2 separate regions of the Gossypium raimondii genome follow, and region 1 is linked to region 2. A link is a contact called in public Hi-C data. All regions are on one chromosome and are shown on one strand. The core of a region is the stretch at or near the end of the contact, and the rest is flanking DNA. Distances in the headings are between cores, read along the strand shown.

The links. Hi-C and Micro-C count contacts between places; a contact is called where the count stands out from the background.
Region 1: a Hi-C map of leaf shows a contact between it and region 2, with 2.4 times the contacts expected there. The contact joins two enhancer-like sites. A contact is called at or near these places in 2 of 2 Hi-C or Micro-C datasets (both in leaf).

The regions. Positions count from the first base shown.
Region 1 is chr1:36,616,793-36,623,011 of ASM2569854v1, reverse strand. No RefSeq gene overlaps it. Among protein-coding and RNA genes, the nearest start is that of LOC128033614, 19 kb to the right of the region's middle. Within about 2 kb of position 1,456, the one cell type or tissue checked has open chromatin away from gene starts, as enhancers often do. A contact at or near this core is called in leaf, where this site is marked.
Region 2 is chr1:36,354,865-36,361,750 of ASM2569854v1, reverse strand. It overlaps LOC128032631 (small nucleolar RNA R71), which reads left to right and starts at 4,645; the gene lies at 4,645-4,750. Within about 2 kb of position 1,615, the one cell type or tissue checked has open chromatin away from gene starts, as enhancers often do. A contact at or near this core is called in leaf, where this site is marked.

The sequences.
Region 1 (6,219 bases), core at 207-2,706, 260 kb before region 2:
ACAAAAAAGTGTAAAATATTTTCAATGTTGAACTCCACTTTTACCTATCCAATTTCCAAGCAATGTGGGACAAATCTTTCCCATCTTTCAAACTCTGAACATCCACTCAAAAGTTTTCTTGCAAGGTAAAGGCACTTTGGGAAAAGCCACACCCCTAAAAGCTTAACGTACAATTATATTAATAATAATAGAAAAAGTTTAATTGTATTATTCGTTTCCAACAATTTTAAAAAATCAATTAAGTTTTTGTTTTTAATTTTTTTTTGTCAATTGAATCCTGAATAAACCAAATTGATCAAATCTATTTTTAACTAACGTTGACCGCTACAGTATTGACGTGATCGGTTATAGCACTGACGTGGTACTCCATTTAATAATATATTTGATTGAGTTTGCATGCATGTACGATTAAATGTATGAATATATTAATCATACATAGAGTGTCATATCAACGTCATTAACGGCCATGTCAGTCAAAGAGCTTATTATACTTGGCCAATTTTGTTAGTTTAGGGGATCAATTAGATGTAAAGAGTTCAGGGGTGAAACTAGAAATATTTTTTAGGAGGGCCGAAATAAAATTTTAATTTTTAATAGTCTATACCTTTATAATTTTTAAAGAATTAAATTAAATTTTCATAATTTTAAGGGGGACAAAGTGTAATTTTATCTTTATTAATTTAAAATTTTAAAATTTTTTAAAAAGTCAAAATAATAATTTTCCATTTTAGGGAGGGTCAGGGCCCCTGCTAGCCCCCTGGATTCACCTCTGAAAGTGTTTAATTAATTTTTTGAAAAAATTGTAGAGCCAACAATACCATTAAGCCATAAAAAAAAAGCCATCCAATTTCTAATTTAAATAGAATTCTACCAAGTTTTGGATTCAAATCCTTCAATATACATTACTTTTAAACAGTCATGTAAATACGTCCCTAAACTTTATACCTTTAAGTTGAAATCTATCCTTAAAATTAAATTGAATATTATGAAATAAGGGATTTTTTTCCCAAAATTTGACCAAGAAAAAATTTGTCCCGAAATTTGATTTGATACCAAACTTCCTTCTCAACCAATTGTCCCTACCTTAGTTGGAATTCTTATCCTTACATTGATTCCCCCCCCCCCCCCCCTCTCTCACACTCCCAACTGGCAATAATTCTAACACTGGTGTTATTAGCTTTTTCTTCTTTAGCTTCAATATGTTGCAGTAATGTACATATGTATGCCTCTAATAAAACACCGCAATCCACATGATGAGGGTATGGGCATACACAGGAAAGTGGAACTCTTCGACGAGTTTGAGCCACGTGTGCTTGCATGCAATGCACATTAAGTACGTCGATGATGATGGATGATGGATGATGGATGATGGATGATGATGATGGGGTTCTTTTTTAACCACGAAATACCGAGCTGTCCATTTCACTTTAGTGTTTAGATTTCGATGTTCGGTCCATGCTGCCTATGTTTGCACGTACTGTATTGATTGACCCTCGAATCACATGGTACGTCCGATCATTATCATGTGGTCATTGTCTTTTTCTGTTTGGATTGAACTTTATTTGTTGACGTTACCATCTTTGATCTAATCATATTTCATTGTATGTAGTCTGAAGAGTTATATAAAAATAAAACCATATCCCCTAGCCCCTGTTTTTATACATATAATTTTATATGCTTTTGGTATTTAACGAACTTGAAATGAAAACGCAAGTTCCAATTTTAGTGCCAAATATGAGTCACTCTTTTTCTTTAATTTGACCTAAATTTGGATATGGGGAATAAATGTATAAAAATTATTTTAGAACTCAACATTTTCCTTATTTTGGTATTTATTTTTTATGGGTCATTTTGATCGTCAACCTTTAAAATTTAATTAAATCACTTGCTTTTAATCAAAAATTGACCGGATAGTTAAAATATTAATGGCATTGATGTGGAAGTTCACGTGGCATTTTATGTATATTTTACTATTAACATAGATAAATTTTAAATTTTTTTGAAATTTGTTGATTTTTAAATAGTTTTAAATTTCTTTTTGAATTTTTATGAAATATGCATGGATTATCACCCTAGTAGCCATATTAATGATGCTAAAATTTTAACAATTCAGTCACATTTTCCGCCCAAAAACAAATAATTTGACTAAATTTGAAAGTTTAAACGCCAAAATGACCCCCAAAAATAAGGATCAAAATGACAAAACAAAAAAATATTAGGGGTTAAATTTATCTTTATCTTATAAATAATGATGATGATGATGATGATGATGATGATGATGATGATGATGATGATGATGGGGACTATGAAGTGATGAGAGTGCACCAAGAGAAAAGGTCGACAGCTGGATTTTGTAATTCATTTGTGTGAACATACAGATTATATTAAAAAGCAGCAAAAAAAAGAACATATATTATATATGACAGAGATTTACTTGTGGTACAATTATTCTTTTTATAATTTTATATATGATTAATATTTTAATTATTATAATTAATTAATATTTTATTCAATTTTGAATATAATAAAATATTAATTATTTGTTTTATGTAAAAAGATTCATTCGTTACATATATATTAATAAAAATAATATTTTATCAATATTAAAGATTAGATCGATTTGAAAAGTATATATACAATATGTACCGTTATATTGTTAAATTCAATAACTGAAGTATTAAAGTACAAAATATTATAGAAGTATAAGTGGATTCCTTCCCATTATGATTTCATACATATAATTTAATTTATGTAAATACAATGTAAGACAAATAATTAAATATATCAAAATGTTAAACAAAAATATAATTTATGCATTAAATATTTGATGTATTTTTAAAATATCCATAAACCTTTCAAATCTAAAATGGAGAATATTCAAACCTCTTCTAAATTATTGTAATAACAAAGGAATATCTCACATGATAAATATGTTAGTTTAAAACTATTAATTATATTTATTGTACAGCAAAAGGAAAAATTGGTCCATAACATGTGAATCTAGAAACCATATGCTTAAGGTTGGAATAATATCAATCAAGATGGTTGGCCATTGGAAGCAAACAAAGGAGATAGAGACATCAAGGGGTTGAATGATATGAAAGAAAATGGAAAAGTTCCTTTCCTTTTATATATGTGCTTGGAATTAAATCAAATTAATGTGGCTCACCAAATTTTTGTCTGAGATATATGGATACTTGTACAAGTTGCCTATTATAGTGATCGGCTTCTGCCTTGTTTGGTTTCGAAAATAGGAGATCCTTTTTAATTTTTTGATTAAAATATATAGATTAAGTTATAGCTAAGTGTTTAGACATCATCTCTAAAAGGCAGAGTTCAAATATGTAATAATCTAATTTGAAATAAATTTTGAATTGGACTATTTGTTGTAGTATTGTTTCGTAAGTAGGAGTGAAGTTAAAAATGTTGGCCAACTATTTGAAATATTTATGTAAAGTATGTGTTTAAAGTAGGTTCAAACAATAATTTTTCTAATTCAGAATAAGAGCTCTTTTGTATTAGATACTACAATTATTTAACTTTATTCTTTTCACCAAATTAAGATTTACATATTATCATTGTTGAACTTTATTTTTGTATCAAATTAAATTTAAAATGTTTTCAAATTTATCATAAAAATTACAAATTCTAGGATTATTAATTATAAAATTAAAAAAAACAAAAAGTTGAAATTGTTATAAAATAAAGAGAGATGGAGAGAATAAAGAACAAAAAAATATGAAAGCAACAGAGGATGTAATTTATTTATCAAAAGGGATCATTTACAATGTTTCATCAAAGTATCTATTTATAACCATAAGAAGTATAAAAGAAGTAGAGATCTAATTCTAATAACTATTAGAATTTAAAGTACATCAAAACTTTATCTTGGTCATGATGGACATCCACTTAATAAGATATTCATAACACTCCCCCTTGGATGTCCATTGGTAGATAATGTGCCTCGTTAAAACCTTATTAGGAAAAACCCTGTCGGATAAAAATCTAATGAAGGAAAAAGAGTACACAATTATAACACTCATAATATGCTGCCTCATTAAAAACCTTACCAGGAAAACTTAATGGGACAAAACCTCGTTTAAGGGAAAAAGAGTACAACGCATATTTATTCCCCCTCATGAAAACATAACATACTTTCTCATATTCTACGTATTCAATCTTGAATACTAGTTTTTCAAATGAAAATTTGAATGTATTGCTAAGCATTTATCACCATTCTTTTGAAAATCATGAGTGAGGGAAAATTTTAGGGAAACATATTTTGATCTCTTCAGGAGTTTCAACAATAATCATAGCAAACTTTAATCATGATCCTTCTATAAAAATACAAATAGGTATTTTGGATCATTTTATAATCTTCTTTCAACTACTATTGACTAAGTCAAATTTACCACATATGTTCAATTATTTCAATTCATATAAATGAATAATTTCTGCAATTTCAATATGCTTCTAGCATTCTAAATCCTTCAAGGATTTTAATATAAACTTTACTATATAGTGATTTATAAAGGTTGTAACAACAACCATTAGACATAAGTTAAATCTTTTTATGAATTGTCAAAATAATATGTTTAAAGGTTATTGCATCCACAATAAAAGAATATTATATCTTTTCATAATCAATACCAGTATTGAGCGAAAAACTTCATATTTTTATTTCGTTTTTGCAAAACTACTTCATTTGCACCCTCACTGGCTTTATACCTTTAGATATTCGGACTATTGGTCCAAAAATTCCACGAATTTAGTTGTACTTGAGTTGCGTCTTTCTATTTTGATCAATTTATTCCATATCTATATTTCTCAATAGATTTATTCAAATTCTTCCTTTATTTCATTATTTTAATAATATTGCATGCAAAAGCATTGTCAACCACTTTTATTAACCAGTTCCACATTTTCTCGAATTGACATAACTTATTGAGATCTCTTATTTTCAATATTTTAAAATTCAGTTTCAAGTACCTGAATCTCTTCTGAAGTTTTACTTATTAGTTATGTCTTGGGTCTCTTTTGGAGCACTCGCCTCCACTATATGACCATCTAGAAGAATTTTCATATTTGGAACCGATCATTCTATTATTTTATTCCAACTGATTATCCTATTAGGACTTTGATTCAAATAAAAATATTAGATGTTATATAACACTTGGTTATTCTTATTAAGTTTGTAAATACAACTAACAGTTAACTTGTAATGAGTTATCCTTATTGAACTTCTGGTTCAAATTACTCTCCCCCTAACTCATTAGAAGTTATTATTTCTCTCCCCCTAATGTTGGGAAAACTATCGAATCAAAATTGTAATCACAAATCATGTCATAATTGATCTCGAATACATTCAAAACATCTAATAATATAAAGAAACATGTAATTAATATATATATTCCCAACTTTCTTTGAGGATTCACTCATCTTTGTGCGTTTTGGTGGAGCAATTGGAACATATACGCATATAAAAAAATTCAAAAATGAGAAATATTTAGCTCTTGATCAAAAACCAATTGTAATGGGGAGTTTTATAACTTCTTGGCTTGATGCATACAACACGTAAATCAACATAATCTCATATTGAAATAGAAAGTTTAGTTCTCATAAGTAATGGTTTAGACATTAATCAGATGTGTTCAATCAATAATTTCTCTAAATCATTATGCATAAACTTTTACAAAATTTTTCAAACTCAATCAATAAAATATTGAGATATAAACTCATCAAGATTAGCAAGATGAATTATCTTAATTGCATGATCTAAAATTAATTATTTAAAGTTGGTTGCAAATTGATAATACATATGTGATTATTTTGTAGATGCATTTACAAAAATCATATAATATCAAAACCATCCACATGGTGGATGAATGAGCCTATATTCATTTAAAAATGCAAGACATTAAATCTCAACTTTAGCTTTTGAGTTTCTAATAATCAATTTTCATTGAGAACAAGCAACATAGAATAATTCTTTTAATTAAAGAATCTTCTAGTTCTTTAATGAATGTCCATATGAATTCTTAATTAATTTTCGCATCATATATGATCCAGGATAGTCTAACTGGTCACGCCAAGTGGTAAATGCATTTTATCAATAAACTTTTGGTTTACTTTAACATGTGTTTCAATTGTACTAAATTAATAGTTTTGCTATCATTCATTTTACTTTGTATCCACATATAAGTGCTATTGTGATATTTA
Region 2 (6,886 bases), core at 366-2,865:
TCCTCTCTTTTCTTTCTCTCGTTTCCTTTTTTCTTTTTTTTCTTTCCTTCTCCTCTCCTCTTTCTCTTCTATTTCGACAACACTACAGTTGAAGGCGTCACAACCCGCTCCTCCGCCTTCAATGGTCGTAGTGGCTTTGGAAGTTTTGGTTTTTATTTTATTTTTTTTTGCTCTTCTTTTTTGCTTACTATTTTTTTCTTTGTTTTTGTTTTTTGATTGGCTTTTTGTGTCTAGGTTTTGGCGGTGGAGTGACGATGTTGGTGGCATGACGGTGGCGATGGCTTTTGGCTGCTGTTGTTTTGATTTTTTTTTTGCTTCTGCTTTTTCTTTCTTGGTAGCTATCCGAATCCCTCTTCTCTTTCAGTTTTTTTCTTTTTAATCTTGCTTATTTTGTCTTCTTTCTCTTTGTCTTCAGGTGACAGTGGAGGGCATCATGAACCTAGGGAGGCTGCCGGAGTAGCTGGAGGTGGCAATGCACGCCTGGGTGCCGATTGAGTGATTTGACATGTCCAGAAAGACTAAACTGTAGAGAACGCAAAACTTCTGGGGCAAAAACACAATTTTAGAAAATATATGAGGCCAAAATGCAATTTATAAAAAGTTTAGGGGCTCAAATATAATTATGAAAAATTTAGAGGCTAAAATATAATTTTTTTAAAAAGTTTTATTTTCTAATTTTTTATTATTATCATTATTCTGTTATTATTATTAAAATTAGAAAAGCATAAAAACAAAACAAAATAAAAAAAACAATTAGGGGCAAAAGCCCAAACAAGCCCAAAGCCCAATTATCCAAACATAATAGGTCCAAATTGGACAAACCCAATCTCGTGATTACAACACGAAAACCTTAACGGGACAAAATTTTACACTTATCATAGGGGTGGCCAAGCTTCATGGACGCCATTTTCAACTTACTCGCATTACTCTCTCTGTTGGGCCCATCAATGATATTATTAATCTTCGCAGTCAACATGCCTACTTGATTTTTCATTCTTTTGTAGCGTCTATGCTGCCACTGACCAAGCTTCAGGCCCAGTTTCTCGAGCTTCTCAAGGGTATCCATGTTAATCCAGCTCCAAGCATTCTTGATAATATTTTTGGCTTCCTCCTCCTTCTCCCAACACACATTGTTTTTAAAGAATAGTCTAGGATCCCTGAAGTTTTCATTCAGTTTATGACCCACCGTGTCCAAAACAATGGCATCGTGATCCGATTTTGACTGTCTCACCACCCTAGATTTAAGAAACGAGAAATTTTCAAAATCATTCGCAGAGATAAGAAACCTATCTAGCCTTTCTTTGACCATAGCGTTCCCCTCTCGATTGTTCACCCACGTAAACCATCCCTTGTCCGTTTTAATATCAACCATAGAGAGCTCCTCCATAACTTCACGGAACTCCTCCATAGAAGCCCTAGATTTTCTACGGCCCCCTTCCTTTTCAGCTTCATTGATAATAGCATTAAAATCGCCACCCACGATCCAAGCTTCCCTGACCGATCTCCCAACTCTTTTAAGAATGTCCCACGAACAATTTCTTTGGTTAGGGTCAGCATGTCCGTAGAAGCCAGTGAATCTAATTTTGTTGTGATTCTCCAAATGAACCAGCGAGTCAATGTGGTGACAAGACTAGTTTTGAATTTCAACATTGACTCCCTCTTTCCAGAGCATTGCTAAGCCTCCACTTCTACCTGTCGAATTCACTGCCAAACACCCATACATCCTGCATAGGTTACGAACACGAGAGAAATTATTAGACTGCAATTTTGTTTCGCACAAGAAAACCACGTCAGGATTAGTAGCAATAAGATGTTGCTTAAGTTCTCGAACTGTTCCAACATAGGAGCTTCATTGCTCTTGGCGGGGCTAGTCACCAGCCACCGCCTTGCAAGGTGAAAGATTGTCCGCAAGCTTTCTACGCACTAGTCTGGCAAGACTTTCTGCAATGTTCTCTCCATTTCCTACTCTTATTCTTTTTCTTTTACATCGCGCTCTTCCTCGTCCATCACGTGCAAGTTTTGTTGGTCGTTTATCCATAGTAGAGCCAGACTCGGATTCCTCCTCTCCTGTTCTAACCTTTTCTTTTTCTTTAAGTCTCGTAGGATCATTTTCATCTCCATTTCTTTCCTTAACGTCATTTGTCTCTGTGCTATGATTTGTCTTGCTTTCTAATATTTCAATACCATTCCTCCAGTTGCCTATACCCTGGGCTGTTCCTCCTGGCTGCACTCTAAGCCAATTTCCATATTGGAAGCTAATGTTACCCGATCCAACATGTTCTTCGGTTTTGTTGCACTTTTGTGTTGTATGTCCAATGATCCACAGATATAGCAAAAAGCAGGTAGCCGCTCGTACTTAATGATGCAAACGATTTCAGTTTCCTCTCGTCCAACAAGATGAACCACCCTTCGAACGGGTTTCAACACATCTATTTTGACCCTAACTATAATATATTTTGCCCACCCCCCATCTCTATCCCGCCAATCCATCGCCAACACCACACCTATCGCTTCTCCCACGTCGATAGCCATCTGTCTATCCATTTGCTCAACGGGTATGTTATAGATCCTTACCCAAAAAGGCGTGATATTGAAGCATATTCTTCCAAACCTTGTTCCTTAACAAAAGGTAATATAGCAAATAGGCACTGATAGAAGAGCCAAGGAGAAAGATTGAGGATTCTCGCCCTGTCATCAATAGCACCAAAATTGACCAATATAATACCCTCGGGTAATGCCACAAAGCTAACCTCTTCCTTTGTAAACCATAAAGACTTAAAGACCCGGTACATAGCTTCTCTATTGATTTTTTCTTTAGACATTATCTTCCCTACTGCCCATACCTCATAACCCTTAGGGTTTGTTGAATACTTATTAGTGCTAATCACCCTTTTTGACTCTTCTTCTGAGAAATTTAACCTTTCCAGCAGCACATTAATGTCCTTCTCCATAATTGAGAACGACGGTGAAGGTGTCCGAGAGGAAAAACCTTCCACCCAAGCCAAGCAGAGCTTAAAGACTTTGCTTCGAGAACACCCAAGACAACTGCAATACCACAAAAAAGAGCAGCAAGAACGCACCAAGGAAAAAAAAAAAAAACAGAAAGGAATAGACAAGGCTAATAAACTTCAACGAGACTAACTCAAAAAAGAGCATACTTAACAGGGGGAGCTAAGGAGCGAGGCAGTTAACCATCAATCGAGAAAGCAATACCCTACCGAACAGCCAACATAAAAGGAAAAAATCAAGATAAAAATTAAAGCAGAAGAGAAAGCAAAACGTAATAAATGCCAAAGTATGGAAACCACGGGAAAAAGACTTGCATGCAGAAAACATGTAGAAAAATCAAAGAAAACGTACCTGGCTTCACAAAACCCACATAAACGAGGACCATGCACAAAAAATTAAAAGTCATGAAGGAAACGTAAAAAGAAAAAAGAACCATGCAAGAAAACGTAAAAAGTAATCAGGAACAATTATGGCAAAAGCGGCAATAGCACCGATTGAGAAGACCCCCTATCCCATCAAAACGTTCCCAGAATTAGGCTTGGGTTCAGCAGCACCAACTACGTAGACCGCCACCGTACAAACCTTGGAAAGCACGCAAAAGAACAACAATAGAAACCCCAACACAGAGCAGGGACGTAAAAAGGCACAACACCACCGTCCAATTATTCTTAACAAGAAGAATAAAGATGGACACCTAAAACCAAACAAAACAAGAAGACAATTTGCCGAAATCTTGGAGCGTTTTTTCTACTAGAACAACCTCTGGCTTCGGTTCATTTTCAACTTTTAAGGTCTTTCTTGAAGATCCTCAGTATTCTCCGTATGCATCTCTTGAGTTAAGATCTCTGGCCTACTAAGCACTTTACCCGGGCGGAGTGCTATTGTTTTTAAGTGCTCTTTCCCTTCTCTAATATGATTATTTTCGGTATTGCTGGGAATGCCTTTGTCAATTTGTCTTTTTACAGCCCCATCATGCTCATCAATTGACTCATCTGATCTTCCAGTTTAGTCAATGTTCTTGTTGAATTGGTACACTCAGACTGCATCTATTTTACATTTGTTCTCATTGACTACATCTCTCCCTCAATTTTATCCAGACGTTGACCACATATAGTATGGTCATTCCAGTTGGCCTTTTCTTAAGGTTTCTGTAAATAAAGAGGTTGATAGTTAGAATTTTTAACTTGGTTCAGGCTATTACCTACTTTTTGATTTCCTCCCCATCTTAAGTTCGGGTGATCTTTCCATCCGAGATTGTATGTATTTGAATAGGGATTTCCAGCCCTATTTCCAAGGTAGTTCACATCCTCGATAGGATTATTAATATAGTGGAAGAGTGGGTTGTCTCCTCTATAAATAGATGGTGTACTCTTCTCAGACTCTATTTAGTTGATTTTGTCCATCAGTTGTTGATATCTGTCATCCTCCTGGACAACCTTCACCGTAGAGAGTATTTTGCCGTATGTGTATTGTTTAGTTGGCCACTGGTAGGAATTCATCGCCATACTTTCTATTAATTTGTACGCATCCTCGTATGTTTTGTTCATTAAGGCTCTTCCCGCTGCTCCATCTAATCCTGACCTTGAATGCACATCCAACTCATTATAGAAAATTTGTAGTCGTAACCACTCAAGCAATCTGTGGTGTGGGCACTTCTGAATAAGCGTCCTAAAACACTCCCATGCTTCATGAAAACTTTCCCCTTCTAACTGTTTGAACATTGAAATTTCCCTTCTTAGCTGGACCATCTTGCAAATGTGGAAGAACTTTTTTAGGAATTTCCCCGCGACTTCATCACATGTCGTGATTGATCCTGATGCCTATGAATCTAGCCATGAAAAGGGAAACAATCAAAGGCAAATAGCGTCATCAGTGACCCTATTGTATTTGAAGGTATCACAAGGTTGGAGGAACTGTTATAAATGCTTACTAGGATCCTCTATCATTGTTTCGTGAAATTGAAAATTGTTCTGGATCATAGCTTGTTTAATTTTGGAATTATTGGCCACGATAGTTGGCCTCGTTATACTCTTTTGAACCATGTCCAGATTTGATAGCGCATACTCCTTCAGAGTCCTCTCGTTACGTGCCATGTTTATATTTGCAGAAAGTTGTAGTGGTGGTGGTGGATCTTCTAGATTGTTATTGTTAGCTTTGTCGAACAATAGATTCTATCGTGCTGGTAAATTCCCTCTAGCAGGTAACTGATTCTGCATTGGTTGTTGTTGCTGCTGATGCTATCGACAATTTCTTCATATTATTTTCTTTGGATCTATGATTGGCTTTATAGGTGTTCCCCTACTGCGAGTCATACTCTAAAGCCAAAAAGATAATATTAGTAGAAACAAAACAAATGTTCGTACATAGAACCTAAACAATTAATAATTATTTTATTAGTATGCAAAAATTAAAACTAATATAGTGACGTTGCCACCCTAGCAACGGAGCCAGCAACTTGACCGTCTCCAGACGTACCAACTTCCAGAGTAGAAATCCCACACAAAAGATGTGAAAAAGCGGAATCGATAAGTATACGGGTCATGTTGTAATATAGTTACAACGGAATAGGTAAGTACTCCGAGAAGCATACCCAATTGAGGCAAGCACTAAATTAATTCTAATTTAAACATAAATAGATCTAATTAATACTTTAATCGAATTATAGTATGAAAGGTTAAAAGAAGGTTTTTTAATAAACTATACTAATAACAAGTACAAAAATAAAATAAAATAAAATAAATGAAAAGCGAGAAATCATATAAGAAAATGTATATGTCAAATTTGAGCATGGGTGATTAGCTCGCTTAAGTAATCTTAATTAACTGTTGTCTTGGGTTTTCTTGTTCAACCAACTAGTCAATACCCCAACAGGATCTTCTGATACGTCCATTGAAATGCTGAGTCAGCAGGAACTACTTATCTTCCGACCTCATAGTCTAGATCGGTTCAGGGTTAAGGTGTCCACGATAGGCCAAACCAAATTTGGGTTAAACAGTTGATTTGTTAAAAAATCCCTACAAAACAATTAATTATTCATGCCTCCACTCACTAATCCCCCGCAAGAGGATGAGTTCCTCATGGATCTAGTAAACAATATATACTTGAATGAAAGAATGAACATAAAGAATAAATTCAAGAATAGAGTTTAGAAGAAGCTTGATTGTATTGAATTTAAGTGCAGCATTCTCACAAAGTTTGAGACTTACTCCAGAATTTGATTTGTCCCAAAAAGTAAATAACAAGAATAAGAATAAAATCTAAAATCTAAGAAAAAGGGAAAAACTAAAGAGAAAATTATACAATAGTAAAAAAGGTGTCCATCACATGTGTTATTTGAGCCTATTTATGGACGTAGAGTTGCCATCGTCCTTACCTCTAGGCCAGCTAATGTTCTTGAGTTTAAAGTTGGATTGTGCAGACTAAAACGCCCTTGGTTTGTATTAATTTCTTATAGAGAGGTGATGTCGCGACACACCAGGTCCTGTGTTGTGACATCAAGGGCAGTATGCTTAGTTTCAAGGTCTTTAGGGGTATGTCATGACATCCTCAAGTTGTGTCGAGAAATTGAAGGCAGTCTTGTAATTCTTCTATTATTCTCTTTATATTGCAACACCGCATGCTCCGTGTTGCAACCTAGTGACCAATATTGAGTTAATACGTCTTCTAATGGTCTCCTGCACACTCAGAAAGTATATTAGCTCACCCTTAGGCCTTATTCGTCCCTTAAGGTCAATAAAAGACTCAAATTACACATTTTATTAACTTAACTAATACTTACAGGAATGTAATTAAAACTTACTTAAAATACTTATATTCAAGCTTCTAAAGTGCGAAAAATAGTTTAATCTGCTACAATGAATTACAGTAGATCACCACC